Regions from separate parts of the Ovis aries genome. Here region 1 is linked to region 2. Evidence: chromatin contacts called from public Hi-C data. All regions are on one chromosome and are shown on one strand. Each heading gives the region's core, a stretch centred on a gene start, on an enhancer-like site or on the middle of the called end of the contact. The rest is flanking DNA. Distances are from core to core; before and after follow the strand shown. Region 1 holds the start of GXYLT1 (glucoside xylosyltransferase 1). Region 2 holds the start of ZCRB1 (zinc finger CCHC-type and RNA binding motif containing 1).

Evidence for each region. Hi-C and Micro-C count contacts between places; a contact is called where the count stands out from the background.
Region 1: a Hi-C map of liver shows a contact between it and region 2, with 5 times the contacts expected there. The contact joins the promoter of GXYLT1 here to the promoter of ZCRB1 in region 2. A contact is called at or near these places in 8 of 16 Hi-C or Micro-C datasets (blood, hypothalamus, liver and 5 more).

Annotation. Positions count from the first base shown.
Region 1 is chr3:144,830,022-144,835,002 of ARS-UI_Ramb_v3.0, forward strand. It overlaps GXYLT1 (glucoside xylosyltransferase 1), which reads left to right and starts at 1,806. Exons shown (of 7, transcript XM_027967443.2): 1 at 1,806-2,083. The coding sequence starts at 1,863.
Region 2 is chr3:144,640,344-144,645,407 of ARS-UI_Ramb_v3.0, forward strand. It overlaps ZCRB1 (zinc finger CCHC-type and RNA binding motif containing 1), which reads left to right and starts at 2,417. Exons shown (of 7, transcript XM_012174469.3): 1 at 2,417-2,593; 2 at 4,176-4,261. The coding sequence starts at 4,248. It overlaps PPHLN1 (periphilin 1), which reads right to left and starts at 2,351. Exons shown (of 9, transcript XM_060412750.1): 1 at 2,282-2,351; 2 at 1,820-1,953.

The DNA.
Region 1 (4,981 bases), core at 556-3,055, 190 kb after region 2:
TACGGGTAGATTGTTATCAAGCAGTATATATGGTGTGAAGGCAGTGAGTGTGTTGTCTTCAGTGATTGGTTAAAGCATTACATTTTTTTTTTTTTTGCAGTTTAAACTTCAAACATTGAATATTTTATTCAACTGCTATTTTTTCTTATTTCTAAATTCTTTTTATTATACAAGTTACAGGTGTATAGCATTATAGGTTGCACTAGTAGTAAAGAACCTGCCTGCCAATGCAGGAGACCTAAGAGACCTAGGTTCAATCCCTGGGTTGGGAAGATCCCCTGGAGGAGGACTTGGCAATCCACTCCAATATTGCCTGGAGAATCCCATGAACAGAGGAGCCAGGTGGGCTATAATTCATGGGGTCGTAGAGTCCCTCAGGACTGAAGCAATTTAATCCACATATTCTGCAAAGTCATCACTACCATAAGTCTAGTTATCAACCATCACCATACAATTGACTCCCTTCATCTATTTGCCTATCCCCTGCGAGAATTTACTTAAAAGGGAATTGGTTAGTGGTTACCTCATACCGATTTTGGGGACTTAAATATTTAAGTTATGCTTATTATTTTCAGATGTATAGGCAAGAAGTGACCCAGATCAAGTTAAACTCTTATCCTGCAAAATATGCTAAATTAAGCTTTGCTTGTATGACCGGTTTTGTCTGGTCAAGGAATTTTCAAGTCTGGTCTCTGTTTCATTTTGACATTATGAAGTATCTCCTGACCCTGCCCGTAGGTTGGAGAAGGAAATGGTAACCCACTCCAGTATTCTTGCCTGGAGAATTCCATGTACGGAGAAGCCTGGTAGGCTACAGTCCACGGGGTCGCAAAGAGTCGGATACGACTGAGCGACTTCACCTTCACCTATTCTAACGTCTGTATGGTTGTATTGCACTTACAAATATTCACTGTCCCACCCCCATGCCCCAACTAGGGGTTTTTGTGCCCCAAGATACTCACAGTGCTTGGCACAAAGTGATGATCTATAAATGTTCAGTAAATGAATGGCGTGAAAATAGGGCTGAAGAAGAGGGAGAAGAACTGGAAAGCTCTCTTTAGGGAGATATTATTGCAAATGGTGAGTTGTGAGCTGGTTCATAAAGGAGTAAAAGCTTGGAGCTTAGAGTTACAGGAACTTACAACCTCGATGGGAGGCGGAATATGCATCCTCAACAGCATCAGGCATCTGCATTTGATATCTGCGTGAGAACGGCTCGAACCAACTCTATTACAGAATACGAGAGGCTAGGGAAGTCACTGCTGGATGAGGTTGGAGCGGAAAAGCGGCTTAATCAAGTGCCTTCTAAATACAAGGCGTTTTTCGTGCGTTAAGCAATTTAATCTTTATCACCATTCTATGATGAGGATATCATCTCCATTTCAGAGACAAAGACACCCGCTCAGAGAATTTAGGTCGCTCAGCGTCCCAAACTACCGTGTGGCAGAACCATAATTTGAAATTGGGTCAGTTGCCTCCAACGCCCCGCTCCTTTCGCCACACTTCTGCAGCGCAGTTGGGAGTTGCAGGGCTTGGGAGTCGCTCGCCCGGCAGTCCCCAGCTCCCAGAGCTCCGGACACCCCGGCCCACCAGGCGCGCCCCGCCCTCGCGCTCAGTGCGCCGGCGCGTCGGGCCGCCAGCCCTCAGGGAGGGGCCCGCGGCGGAGGCGGGGTCAGGACGCCGGGGCGGGGTGTCGGCGCGCTGGTGAAGGTGGTGGGAAGGGAGCGGAGTGGGGCGGGTGCGAGGCCGTGGCGGAGGAGGAACTTGTTGCGCTCGCGGCTGCGCGGTGCCGCTCCCTCGGTTCCAGTTCGCCCGGGCGGGCGCGGTGACGGCGGCGGCGGCAGCAGCGCTGGGCCAGCGCGATGCGGCGCTACCTGCGCGTCGTGGTGCTGTGCCTGGCCTGCGGCTTCTGCTCGCTTCTCTACGCCTTCAGCCAGCTCGCCGTGTCCCTGGAGGAAGGAGCGGGCGGCGTTGGCGGGAAGCCGCAGGCCGCAGCGGCTTCCTGGCTTGGGGGCGATGGACGCGGAGCCGGGAGAGGGGTGGGCAGCTCGGGCTCTGCGGCGCATCACGGCCGGTCAGACAGGTACGGGCCGTTCTGTCTTGGGGGGCCGGGGGTACGGCGGCACGGGGCTGGGGACTCGGCCTGGCCCGGGCTGCCAGCGAGTCCGCCTAGCGCCTCTCGCCGCCGGGCCCGCATCTCCCGCTCCTTTGCAGCCGACTCTGACCCTCTTGCTCGTTTCCCTCCTCTTCACCCCAGGGGTGAGCTCCGTGCTGCTCTAGCCCGAGAGCACACCACGCGTTTTGCGTTTGTCTTCTAACCTGTTCCTTAGGCACAAATTCAGAGCAGTTAGAAATTAATTTTCAACTCTTGACAGTTGTGTCTTCCTTTTCTTTCTTTCTTAGGATTTGTCGAAAATAAGGGGGGTCCTACAAAAACCTTCTTGCTTGCTGACTAGTGGGAATTCCCTCGTTTCCATGGCGTTCCAGTTGAGATATTTAAACAGCCGCCTGGCGCCCTGGTTCAGCTTTCCGCCTCCCTCCTAAATGAGGCGTCTAAATTTCCTGTTAACGCTTAAATTTTTCATCATTAGCCGATCAGCTAAATCTGGAGAGAGCATTTTCTGCTGATTGTGAGTTTTTCTTTAGGAAACAATCGATCTATTGTGAAACTTAGAGCAAGTTAAGAAAAATAAGCGATACTTAACATACGTCTTTTGTGAGTTGGGATAGAGGTGTCTTTCTTTAAAAAAAGGAATTTAAAAAGCACAGTGACTTAAGTGGATTTACGCAAATCACTGTCAGAGTTGGAATCAGTACGAGGTTTAAATGGAAAAAAGAATGCAACGCATTACGAATGCTTAACAAAATCTGAGCGTTCCCACTTCCTTGAAAAAGAGGCTCCTCCATTTGTGGGCAACTCTTACTCCGAGTACTCTTTTAGTAAGAGGCAAAGGCTGCTTTGATCGGATAAAATATCGGATTGGTAGGGGGAGGGAGCGCAGGCCAGCTATAGACTGTTGAAGGTTCTTCTCAAAAGTTGATGGCCATTCCTAAAATGAAAAGGAACGTTTAGGCAGAGGAGCAGCACGGAAAAGCCGGACTGTCGTGTTTTCACCCTGTGACTTGATTACAAGGGCTCTGTTCATAAAAGCAGAACTACTTTCCAGAGCCAGGTTTGTCACTGCCATTATCTGTCCTGGGAGAGGCAGTGACCGAAGATCCGGACGACTCATGAAAAGCTGGTCGAAGTCTGTTTTGTTCCTGTGAAGCATTTAAAGTTAAGGGAAGGAAACTGTTTTTGTATTGGGGAGAATTGAAAAGAAGAAACATTTTTGTCAAAACATTGAATGAAATTGAACTATGATATTAGCATTTCAATTTGATAGAATAACATGCATTTTTAGTGCCTTGTCTGAGATACTTAAATATTCTGTGACGAATTTTTATAAACTGTATTTGCTTGGCTAGCTAATTTTAACAGAATTGTGTTATTTGAAATTCAGAAAATAAGCGCTTCGGTTTTAAAAGATATTTTATAGACCCATTACTGACATCTGAAGTTTGATGTGTCAGAACCAACTAAAAGCTTTGTATTATAAGTCCTCTGAGCAGCATAACTCCTCAATTTAAATGAGGCATATATTTGAGTTAAAACTGAAGGTGTATCATTCTTTGTTAAAATGTTGTGAAGTACATTTCACCATGTGTGCACACATAAGAAGGGTGAGAAGAGGAACCACATGGAAAAGCTGGATTGCTTGGATCGCATGAGTTGATTACGGTCAGCAAAATTCCTAAAAGATACCAGGCTCTTTTCATTTTTGATATTATCATTTATAACATCTTTTTAGACTTCTCACAGAGTTCAGTCAATTTTTTTTGGCTATCATGGGATATGGAGTAGGTATTAACCTGCTTCCAGTGTATAAATTGTTTAGCCAGGATGCAGAGAGCATCAATACTGGACCAGGATTAGAAACTATGTATCTTTTGCTTGCTCTGCCAGTACTCTTTCTATAAAGCTGCTGTGATAAGACTCTAGTCTAGATAGTGTTTAATCAGTGAAAAATGGGGCTATAAGGCAAGCAACATCTGTTTTTTTCTTGGTAGGACTTGATTATCAATTATGTTATTACTTTTTTTTGAAGCAGTTTTAGCTCAAAGATTAAAACTACTATTTCTTTCTCTCATTTAAAACATGGGATTACAGTTGTATCTAATAGGTTCCATTGGTCAAATCTTAATAGAAAATATTCATTGCACAGTATTCCATGATAACAAAATACTTGGAAATGTCCTTTCACATTCTCAAAGTAAAAAGTCGAAAATGATGGAAATGGTTTTTAAGTGAAATTTATTATTAATTAGTCATTTTGTTTGGATCCATTATTTTGGTATTTAGAAAATGGGTAGATCTTAATGTCAGACAAACCTGTGGTGTCTTTCTGGCCCTGATTGCTGTGAAACCTTGACCACCTTTCTGCTTTACTTTTCTCACCTGTAAAATATAGTTTATATTTACCTTAACTAGCTCAAGTCATTAAAGAATCCGCCTGCAGTGCAGGAGACCTGAGTTCGATTCCTGGGTCAGGATGATACCCTGGAGAAGGACATGGCAACCCACTCCAGTATTCTTGCCTGGAGAATCCCATGGACAGAGGAGCCTGGCAGGCTACAGTCTATGGGGTCTCAAGAGTCGGACTTGACTGACTAAGCACACAGCACACACACAATCAGAATTCTTAGTTGTCAGTCATCAGAACCCATTAAAACTGACTTAATATAGTATTATATATGGACTGTAGACTATATATAATAGACTGCTGCTGCTGCTAAGTTGCTTCAGTCGTTTCCAACTCTGTGCGACCCCATAGACGGCAGCCCACTAGGCTCCCCCGTCCCTGGGATTCTCCAGGCAAGAACACTGGAGTGGGTTGCCATTTCCTTCTCCAATGCATGAAAGTGAAAAGTGAAAGTGAAG
Region 2 (5,064 bases), core at 1,167-3,666:
CATGCCTTCCTCCTCACCGCGTCACAAAGTAATGAACACTGCCCTAGAGTTAGAACACTACCCTAGAGTAAGAACACTTACTTCTCCAACTGGAATACTTCTTTTCATTCTCTCACTCAATTTCCAAACATCCATCAAGGCCCAGTTCAAGATCTGTTATTCTCCAGAAAGCCCATTCCTGAACCCTACAACACTTAAAACAGATTCCAAACCAATGACTAAGAAGCCACATGTGACCTGTTTGGCCCAGGTTTCTTTTTTCTTAATAAAACATTATTCCATTGACCACATCTACAAACTAGGAGATAGCCTCTTTAAGAAACTGTATTTCCAACTTTCCTTGAAAAGAACTGGGCGCTCTGGCAACACTGGGAGCACACAGTCACATAGCCAAAGCAGCTGTAGCTGAGAAGCAGCTGATGCCTTTTGAAAGATTTTTACATTTTAAAATCAGAAGATGACATCAACCACCTGAATTCTGAGACTCTATCTGCAGCAACTGCAATGATTCAAGAAATTCTTGACTGCCTATTAGGCACTAGAGTTATAAATGTAAACAAGACAGTTCCTCCTAGGAGCTAAAGCCTAGCATAGTAGCAACGACAAAGAGGTAAGCAATCAGGATGCATCTGATAAATGCTACTAAAAGGCAAGTAGAGAGCACTTAGCACATGGCAAGAGTACTTAACTCTGTCTGTGGGAGGTTAGGAATACCATGCAGAGAAAGTGACTAAAACTGAGATTTTTTAGCAGCTGTAGGAATAAACCAGAAAGGGGTAGGCTTGGGATAAGGAAAATCAAATGTCTCAGAGAAAAAAAGAACTTTGCAAAGACACTGACAGAAGATAAAAGCATTAGAAATGGAAATAAGTTGAATATGTCTAGAGCCATGAAAGAAAGTGTTAGTTGCTCAGTCGACTTTTTGTGACCCCATGGACTGTAGCCCTCCAGGTCCCTCTGTCCATGGGATTTTCCAGGCAAGAATACTGGAGTGAGTTGCCATTTCCTTCTCCAGTGTATATTCCCGACCCAGGGATCGAACCCAGTTCTCCCACATTGCAGGCAGATTTTTTACTGCCTAAGCCAGGGAAGCAAGAGCCATGATCCACCCATAAATGCAGGGGTCGGAGAAAGGGCTCAACTGACATGACTGGAGAGAAAAAACAAGTATTAGAGTCAAGAGATTTAAGATAATTTCCATAAAGAGGTTGAATCTGTAAAAGAGTTTGTTAAGCAGAGCAGGTTTCAGAGAACACAGCTCCTGTCTTGAGGGGTGAAATGTGGGAAGAAAGGAGGGAGAAGCAGTGATAGCCTAAAGGGAGAGGGAGCCAGCACAAAGCAGCACGGGGATGAGGGTGTAGCATAGAAGAACAAAAGGGCTTACATCTCAGGCGGTAACCAAGGATTAACAGGGATGTGAAGCATGGCAGTTTTGGCTGGCCACAAGTTTGCCAAAAGAATTAGTCCCAGCGGTCCCCTGGCGGACACAGAGGCCTTCAGGCGTCTCAAAATTCTGCTGCGCCCTGGCTGGATTGCACTTCCGTCTCTCTAGAAGACATCAGCTTCGACCTGGATTGATCGTGCAGGCTCCACGAGAGGCTCTGAGTTCCGGGCTGCTGGCACGCAGGCTCCCAGGAATGGCTAGAGGGCTGGTCTGCGTGTGCCGGTGGGTAGAAGTATAAACTACCCTGCATTATTTTCTGATGTTTCTGTAGGAATGATGGGCCTGTTTACAGCCACTTAGAGAAAAAGCAGTGTTTGCCCATTACAGATTTATAGGGAGAAAAAAGGTGCCAGGAAGTTTTACAGTTGTCCATACCAATACTCAGGATGAGTCTTCGTGTGAATTCGAGTGTCCCCAAATTGACCTTGTCTCGCCAACAAGACTGAGGGATCCTCCAGAAAAAGGCCGCTTTACACTTTTTTGTAACTCCTGAAGTGCCTATAACCAAACTGGGCACGTCGAACACATTCAGTAAATTTATCGACTTACTAACTGACCTGGGGTCACCGATGCCACCTAGCTCAGCCCTCTTTTTGCCTATTATGGTGCTAAAGAGAAGTGAACCTATACCACAGACTCAACAATTTCCTTTATGCCAAACTTGCTGCGTCTCTCCCCCTCAACAGCAGGAGCAGAATCCCTGCACAGTTCAAATTCAGCGGGAAACTCCACGTCCCACCGCGGAAACGCCCGCCCGCCCGCTCGCTGCCCCCTCCCGGGTGCAGGAGGCCGCGTGCCCTCCCCCACCCACCTCTCGTAAAGGTAAAAAGCGCTCACCAACTCTGGGCCGCCTGGAGATCCCGTAAATGTAGTCGCCCGCTCGTCGCCGCGCTCCCGGGGAAGCACTTCCGGCGCACACTCAAGACGTCAGCAAGAGCGCCCGCCCCTAAGCCCACCTCCGGGGTTTGGGACAAAGGAAAGCCGGGAAGAGGCGCGGTAGCTCCCTTCTCGTCTCCTGTGCCCGACCCCTCCCGGGACCCGTGATGCAGAAGCAGCTGCAAGGAGCGACGTACGGTCGGGGTTGAGCCCCAAGTGAGCTGAGGGCTCGCGCTCTTCTGGCCCTCCCCCCCGGGCCCGCCCCACTTGAAGGTAAACGCCTCCCGCGTTGCGGCCTTGCTCCCTGCGGGCTCCTTTCCAGAACAAGCTTCCGGAACCATTTTCCCCTCTCTTCCTGCCACCTTTTTTATCTCAGGACCTTTACCTGCCCTCACCGTTCTCACCGGAACGGCTAACGTATGAAAAGCTTCAGTTGGAAGCTTTTAAATAGCGACCTATCGTGCTAGGTTCCTGAAGTTGTCCCCCAGAACGTTCCAAATCATCAAGCGATTTTCCTATCACATCGCGAATAAGGATGCCTTAGAATCATTATTTTGCAATTTGTGATCTTAAGTACACACCACACACGCTTTTTAAATCGAAAATTTGAACTTGGTTGAATCTGATATAATTTTCACAGGTGACTTGCTGACTTTGCAATATATGATATGAAAATGAATTACAGATTGTACTTGTAAACTTAAAAATACATATACAGGCCAGTACCCTTCAGGGCACTGAAAATTATTCAAATGATAAAATGTATCATTTCATAAGTTGGCGATAATATGCAAAATTAGTGATTTGAGAAAACTTTAATTACATCATAATGTGAAGCTAAAATTTCTTCTTAGCACTGCTCAAAAGAAAAGTATTAAGACAATCAAAAAGGCACCCAGCCAGATTAGTGAAAATCAGTGGCTAAGGTCCTTCCTGCCCTCCCAGGCTCTTTCTTACGTGGGTAGGTAAGGTATTAGGCATATCTGAAAGCACTTTATTGCTCTTAGCCTGATGAGAGGTTAAGAGTAGCCTCAGAGTTTTTCCCTCATTTGTTTGAAACTCGCCTCTTCATTCACACCATATGCCATCACTGAAAGGTTTCGTGTAAACAATCTTTTAAGTGGTGTCTGGAGCAAAGCAATTCCTTAATTCACCCAGCCAGAGTCATTGTTTCTGAGTGAGAGCCGATTCTTAGGTAGGTTAAGGAGTCTCAGGGCTCTTGAAGAGGAGAAAAGGACAAACTTTTTTCTACATTGCTTCGTCTTAGTCATATAAAACTTTTTTCCTTAAATTCTTGAGTTTTTATGACAACAGTCTTTAACTTTTTTAAGCCCAGAGTTAATGCTTACACAACAAAACAATTCATTCCGAAGCTTTTCCTTAAGCTCTGTACTAATGATGTAAGGTTACATGTAACAACAGTGTATCTTGCTCAAGGACATGTTTCTCCTTCTTAACAAGAACCTTCTGACTAATCTTGTCAACTTAAGACAGAGGTTGTGGAAGTGGATCTGGTAAAAGTATATGAGGCTTTGATAAAACTAACAAGGGGGGGCATTCTTCCTCCCTCAGTTAATGTCTATGTCAGAAGCTTTCTCTGCACTTTTTCACTGTAATAAAACTTCTGTGACACAAAAGCTCTAAGTGATCAACCCTTGTCTCTGATCCCAACGCTAAATCTTCTTTGGAGATCATGGAGAATCCGACATGGTTCACCATAAGCTATCACTCATTAGTACTAAGAAGTAAGAAAAATTGTATAAATTTGTCATTTGCCTATAGTATTGGTTTTACTTGGAAGGAAGAATACCTGTTTTAGACTGCTTCTGGGTTTGTTTGTTTGTTTGTTTTTTAGAAATGAGTGGTGGATTGGCCCCAAGTAAAAGCACAGTGTATGTATCCAATCTGCCCTTTTCCCTGACCAACAATGACTTATATCGGGTAAGTTGCTATATTAGTACTATTATCTACTGAATTCTGTATTTGAGATACAAATATCGCTTAAGCAAGCAGTTCTCTTAGACAATATTCTTAATAAATACATTAAAATGCACTTAAATCATTAATACCAAAAACCTCTATTGCAAACATAAGTGAAAAAAATTAGACACTTGTCATATCCAAAGAAAATTTCCAGTGCTTTATAGAGAATAGAGAATATGTTATTTTTGTGTTTTTTAAAACAAAAAACACAGAAGACACTACTAGCATAATGAAGCTGATTTTTCCTGCTTGCTTACTTGGCTTTTGAAACTGGTAGTGGGGTGGAGGTTTTGGAGGAAAGAGCTAATGGAAGCAAAACAGATCCCTTTCCTAACCCTCCAATTCTGAAAGTATATCTTAATTTAATATGTGGCAAAAACTTAACAGTTTAAGTTTAATATTTGTTTTCAATTCAGAATGGGGTGATTAAAAGACAAAAAGAAATCCTTTCCAACATATTCTTTACCCTCCTTTCCTTACAGAGAACAAAATTTCCTGCTTTGTCTATTCTGCAGATTGATGGTTGAGAGGGACTGCCAGTTGATTAGTGGGTGCACACTGGTGGTTGAGAGGGACTTCCAGGGATGACATGAATCCTATCTTCCAAGTGTGCCCTCGTTTCTCTGCTACTTTGGGTAGATGTTAAGTACACTAGAGAGATGCTACATCAGTTCAGTTGCTCAGTCGTGTCCAATTCTTTGCGACCCCATGGACTGCAGCACACCAGGCCTCCCTGTCCGTTACCAACACCTGGAGTTTAC